Linked DNA regions of Mus musculus: region 1 is linked to region 2. A link is a contact called in public HiChIP or PLAC-seq data. All regions are on one chromosome and are shown on one strand. Each heading gives the region's core, a stretch centred on a gene start, on an enhancer-like site or on the middle of the called end of the contact. The rest is flanking DNA. Distances are from core to core; before and after follow the strand shown. Region 1 overlaps Dock10 (dedicator of cytokinesis 10). Region 2 overlaps Dock10 (dedicator of cytokinesis 10).

What was found. HiChIP or PLAC-seq counts read pairs in DNA pulled down with a chosen protein or histone mark.
Region 1: a contact with region 2 is called in a BATF HiChIP or PLAC-seq map of CD8 T cells, with 18 read pairs. The contact joins two enhancer-like sites. A contact is called at or near these places in 1 of 15 datasets of contacts at CTCF or cohesin (CD8 T cells), 12 of 484 Hi-C or Micro-C datasets (B cells, CD4 T cells, CD8 T cells and 8 more), 6 of 115 datasets of contacts at active chromatin or transcription factors (CD8 T cells, the HPC-7 cell line, bone marrow-derived macrophages and 3 more) and 3 of 9 other capture datasets (adipose tissue, bone marrow-derived macrophages and liver).

Annotation. Positions count from the first base shown.
Region 1 is chr1:80,702,147-80,705,041 of GRCm38.p6, forward strand. All of the region lies in intron 1 of Dock10 (dedicator of cytokinesis 10), which reads right to left. Among named protein-coding and RNA genes, the nearest start is that of Dock10, 55 kb to the right of the region's middle. Within about 2 kb of position 1,300, at least 13 of the 459 cell types and tissues checked have an H3K27ac peak or open chromatin away from gene starts, as enhancers often do. A contact at or near this core is called in CD8 T cells, where this site is marked.
Region 2 is chr1:80,640,688-80,643,659 of GRCm38.p6, forward strand. All of the region lies in intron 2 of Dock10 (dedicator of cytokinesis 10), which reads right to left. Among named protein-coding and RNA genes, the nearest start is that of Dock10, 120 kb to the right of the region's middle. Within about 2 kb of position 1,339, at least 58 of the 459 cell types and tissues checked have an H3K27ac peak or open chromatin away from gene starts, as enhancers often do. A contact at or near this core is called in CD8 T cells, where this site is marked.

The DNA of each region.
Region 1 (2,895 bases), core at 50-2,549, 61 kb after region 2:
CTTTACAATGTTTATACAATGGTTCCTCCAAAAGCATTATATCACTGTTAGAATAGTTTACACACACGCACACACACACACATACACACACACATTTATTTACATGTACCTACATCTATCTATATAGTTGAATCTATGCATTGATTTTGATTTACATGCCTGGTTACCACATCTCCCATAACACCCATGACTTTCTGCTTTTATTTATTCTATTCTGTGTTTTAATTTTAATGTATTTTTTGTTCCTTATCATTTTCAAAATTGGTGCAACTTAGAACACTATAATGATGCACTGTCACTGGGACAAGTAGATTCCATATGCTATTTGAGTTCTGTAAGCCTTTTCCTAAAAGATTTGTTTTGTTAATTACTAAGCTTCAAGCATATTCAATTAATTCTTCTCCCCATAGAAGACACTCAAAGCATTTGTCTCTTTTCTGTGGCATCACGATTCACTTGAAAATGAGTTCACAGGCAAAGATTACTGCCAAAGACTCTCTAGGCTTTTAGGCTTTGTGTTATACTATCTTTGGCACACCATTTACACTCAGTTTCCATTATTTACATGGGATTCCCTTCCTGGGGGAGTCTTAAGTCCGTGTATTCAAATCCATCCTCACTAAAGTGGAGGCAGAACATTGACTTGGGATTTAGAGACCTTAAAAGCTTCAATCTCATAGAGCCATTCAACAACTGGCAAAGAATGTGAAGAATCCCTCAGCAAATGTAGACTATTTAGTAGAAAGATATAAAGAGATTATTTTTCTCCCTCTGAAGTAGTGCCCATATCAGACTCCTCTTTGGTCCTTATTTTGTTCACTAAGCATATATGTAAGCAAACAAATAAGAAGCATGCAATATTTATTTTTATAAATAATTCCTTCCTTCATCTTTCTTTTTATCCTGATGTTTAAAGGACTTGAGAAAGAAACAAGGATTATTGTGCTTACATGTTGAAAAGAGATCCAAATGCAGAGGGAAGAGCAAGCCAAGCTGAGCTGTATTAGCTCCTTAGCCTCTGGTTTTGGGCCACACTCTCGGTAGCATCCTCTGAGTATGGATAAGGAAGAAACACTTTAATTCCTAAGGCAAATGGCCTCCTTGGCTTGATGCACGAGATACCCAGTGGGTAGCAGACTAGAAAGGATTTCTTATAGGCTAAGGGAGCCTGCACGCTTGCACTCTTCCACCACTGTATAACATTGCTGCAGTTGACTCTGAAGTGTCTCCCACACACTTAATACTTTGCACTTTGGTTCCCCAGCTTGTGGTGCTATATTAAAGGCTAAGGAGTATCTAAGGTGTGGTACTTTGTTGGAGGAAGTGGGTAAGGAGGGACAGACCTTTGGAGGTTATAGCCCCACCCTAGTTCCACTCTTGCTCACTCTACTTCTAGATCCTTCTTTGCAGAGTGAGAAGTCTCTGCCATATGTTTATATCACCATGAGCACTTCTATACCTTCTCTACTCTGATGGATTGACATCTCCCAGAACTATACACCAAAAATAAATCCCTTCTCACTTAAATTGCTTTTGTATGTATTTTGTCAGTGTGCTAAGAAGAGCAACCAACATAAGTACTAGTTGTTGTACAGTGAGATTCTGTAAGGCAAATATTCTGGTGCTTCAAAGGACAAGACAGACAGACAGACAGACAGACAGACAGACAGACAGACATCTTCCCCTATGTCAAACACAATGTCCAGGTCATCTGGGTTCTCATTAAATCAGACCTTTGTTCTTTTGACTCCAAATCTAAAAGTCACTACTTAACCACATTAGCTTCATTCAGGTAAACGATAGGCACCCAGAAGAGAATCCAAGTTTCTTTGGATCAATTGGATAATAGAATATATACAGAAATCAAAATCAAGGACAAAAGAAGATCCCCTAATGATTGAGGCCTTGCCATTTACCAGACGAGGGTCATCAAACTTTTCTGTCACTATAGTATTGAAGGATTACATAGTGTTTTAGATCTGGTATATCATCTATCTTCTCTGTATCCCTCCGGCCTTTCCTCTTTCCTCAGTTCTCATCCTTATGTTTGGTTTTGTCCCTTTATTTTATGCCATCTTAAAATTGTGAGAAGCATTCCTGCTTCACGGGTTGTGAGCTAACGATAGATTTTGACATGAGCACTGTATAGTTCACAAAGGCACTGGGTGGAGAAAACTCTCCAGTATCAGAGGATAGTTTATGATGCAGGTCTTGGGGTGGCAACTGTAACTAAGAGTCCCTCAAGATGGTGTTTATCCTCTATGTGCACATCATCGACCAGCAATGATTTCACTGCCCAGACTTAACACACATTGAGACTATTGTCATATCTCTTGATCTTTGAGCAAAAGTAAAAATTAAAGCTATATTTGACTTTATGCATACACTGTATCTTTTTCATGCCCAAACTTAAATTTTTTATATCTTCTATTGTTTCAGAATCATCTCAAAATGTTAGTGGATTTTTAAAACATTTCACTTTCAGGTTGAGACTTGTGAATCTGCTATGTGAAGATTCACTATATAGATAGAACAGAAGGCTGCCTGATCTTTGGTTCTCAAATCTCCTCTCGTGTCAATGGATAATCATTCTTTACTTGAGAGAAAGGATAAAGGATTTAAAAAGGAAAAAAAAAACCTATGGGGTTAGCAGTGATTATAAGGCATAAGAAATTACAGGAATTAACCAGAAAATAGATCTATATACATTAAATTTGGTATTTGTAAGCTTTATCAAAACAGGCTATAAGCAGAATAAGAAAAAATAATTTACAAATATTTTGTGTAACTGAGGAAATAGCTTAGTTGGTAAAGTGCTTGTTGCACTGCATAAAGACCTGAGTTTAGGCTCTGGACTCCACATAAAAGAGCAGGCTATGGTGATAGACACCTGAA
Region 2 (2,972 bases), core at 89-2,588:
CATTTGTTATTCTTTTTAAAAATGTATTAATAATTCAAAGAGGTTTCATTATAACAACACCATTTATGTATACAATATACTTTGATCATATTCACCCTCTCCATCTCCATTTCTTATTCTCCCATTTTTTCCCTTCTAAATACCCTATAGTTCCCTTTTATTTCACATTTTTCCTCTTTGGATTTACTATGAAAGAAAGCATAAATAGTTGTCTTTGTGAGACTTATAACAATGTCCAGTTCCATGCATTTTCCTGGGAATAACACACTTTTATTGTTTTCTGTTAAATAACACTACATTGACTTTCTGATGGCATCATTCACAGTGAGATTTGAGGAGTTAATATTTACTCCTGCTTGGAGACTGCACTTCTTTTGGAAGTATCTGGCCCATAGCACATTGTTTGGAAGGAAACAAAGAGTGCAAGCCAAGGTGCTTATCGTTGAATTTTGTCTTCAGTTGCTTACATCATTGGTCAAGGACCTTTCCATTAAAATGAGAGGGATGTTATAACTCAGAAAGAATCTAATTGAATACAGGCTATTACTCAGCTTTTAAATCACAATTGCAATGCCCTTACCCAGACATTATGAGCCATTTAAAGTTTGCATTCCATATTCAAAAGCCACAGATTAAAAAGACTCTTAATTCCTATAAAATATTGTGTTTCAGATTAAAAGAAAACTTATGACCTTTCTGCTTTGTAAAATTAACCATAGCAAGGTCTTTGAACTTCCTCTCCTAGAAGGGCCCATGTGGTAAAGTCTGGAAGTCCCCAAATACCAGTTTTCAATTGCTAAAAATATACTATGAAAAACTGTGAGCCCTTGATACATGGTACAATCTGTCATTCAGTTTTGGCAGTCACCAAAGACAACTGCAAGATGAACGTGAGTGTCCTAGAACACTAATCTGAACTCTTCCTAAGAAGATGGACTCTGAGGAGATGCTGTGTCTTCTTCAACAGGCTACTTGACCCATTGAATGACTGCAGAGAACTATGACTTTGAATATGGCCCTTTTTTGTGGTTGAAAGTCCATCTATTTAAGTGTAAGCATTGTCTCCTGTTCATATTCGCATACTTGTTATATATGCAGAGCTCACTGAAGGTAGTTCTCAAAGTTGAACTTCGATAGAGTAGTGTCCAAATAGGCAGCACTGGGAAAATGCAGTCTGTAGTGTTCCTCATTTCTAGACATCTGAACTCCATTGTTTAAATGATTCTATCCTGGGCTTTCTGCACCTTCAGCCCAGCAAGAAAGTCATCTATGGCTCTGTCCCCTTCTTTTCTACCATGAGTCATCAAACATTATTCATTGTGTCCTTGAAAGTCTTCTTCAGCTTTGCCTTCCCCCATTACAGCCTGTAACCACTTTACTGAGTCACACGTTGATGATCAACGTGTGACTCAGTAAAGTAAAAAGACAAAAATTTTTGTCTGTTTCTAGTATACTATCAACTTCAAAATGCAAAGATAAAATCAACTATAGCCAAATCATTGATGAAGCTGTACATGTCTTGGAACACGTGGATATTTAATACATGCATGTGCACTGTTTTTCATAGTACAAGATTATTATGGAAGTCGTGTAGAGGTTTATGTTTTCTGGTCCCTGAAGCCACATGGCAGGCGAGTAAAATTTCTACCCAATGTGCCAAGATGAAGAAAAGTGCTTTAGCTCACAATCTGACAGATTCTTGAATGCCTATGAGTGATACAGTGTGTTGGATATTGGAGCTATGGAGCTGAGCTTATTTCTCTCTTCCCTAGTAACAGAAATCACTCAAATTAGTACATTAATGTGTCTGAAGGCAGAACTAGCCTTGCTGATGTCAGCCGTGTACCTGGCACTATCCTAGACAGAGAGGTCTCTAGAGAGGAGAGGATCAGGTTTTTCAGTGTCTTTCTTTTAAGGCAATATGCTGATTTGTGTCAAAGAGGAGAATTTCCTATTAACCTTCATTTTCTCATCATCAAGCTGAGGCAATTACCCTATTCCTTTTTAACTCAAGACTTTGACTTCCGGAATGGCCTTTAATTCAAAAGGTTTTCAAAGAGTCAAAGTTATTTCCTAACATAACAACCAATGACTTCTGAAAGAAGATTCATGAAATTTATTTTACTACTTATTTTTTCCTTTTTCTATTTTTGTGTGTGTATGTGTGGTACATGTATGTGTGTTTGCATGTTTTTCATATATGTATATGCACGTGAAGGTCAAAGGCTGATATAAGGAATTGTTGTCCACTGGCCTTCTACAGTATTCATTGAAGAATGGTGTCATATCCAAACCCCAAATTCAACAATGTAGCTAGTCTTATCTTATTCATCTAAGGCTGGAATTCCGAGTAGACCACCATGTCCTTCTGAAACTTACTTGGCTTGCTGGGGTCCGAACTCAGGTCTTCATGTTTATGAGGCAAGCACCTTAATCACTGAGCCCTTTTCTAGGCTCAGGGTCTAAATTTATTGCTGCACATGCTCTGTTGCCACCTCAGTTGCTGTGCATCTTACAATGATAAGGGAGGAAGATATGCTTAGCCTGTGGAGCTGTAATTTGGTGAGAAGGGAGTGCTAGGGAGGTGATACAAAGAAAATTGAAAGGTGATGGTGCAGTTCAGTGGTCAAGTGCCTGCTGTATGTGTGTGGAAGTCTGGTTTATATTCCAGAACCAAGAAGGAGAAGGCAAGGAAGCAAGGAAACAAAAGTAGAGGTGTTTTCAAGTAGTAACCAGTGCTCTAAAGTGAAGGAAGCAGCATAGTGTTGTGATAGAGTAAATCTGATGCAGGAAGAGATAATTCTTGACAGAGGTCACATTTATAACTAAGTCACAGATGAATCCCAGGGGGCCAGCTGGATAAGAAACTCAGGTCCCACAGAGGCAAAGTGTTTGCTAAATGTGAGAACAGAATGAAAGTACTGTGCTCGGTGTGGAGATCCAGTGACAAGGCTGGAAGACAGGAGCTTGGA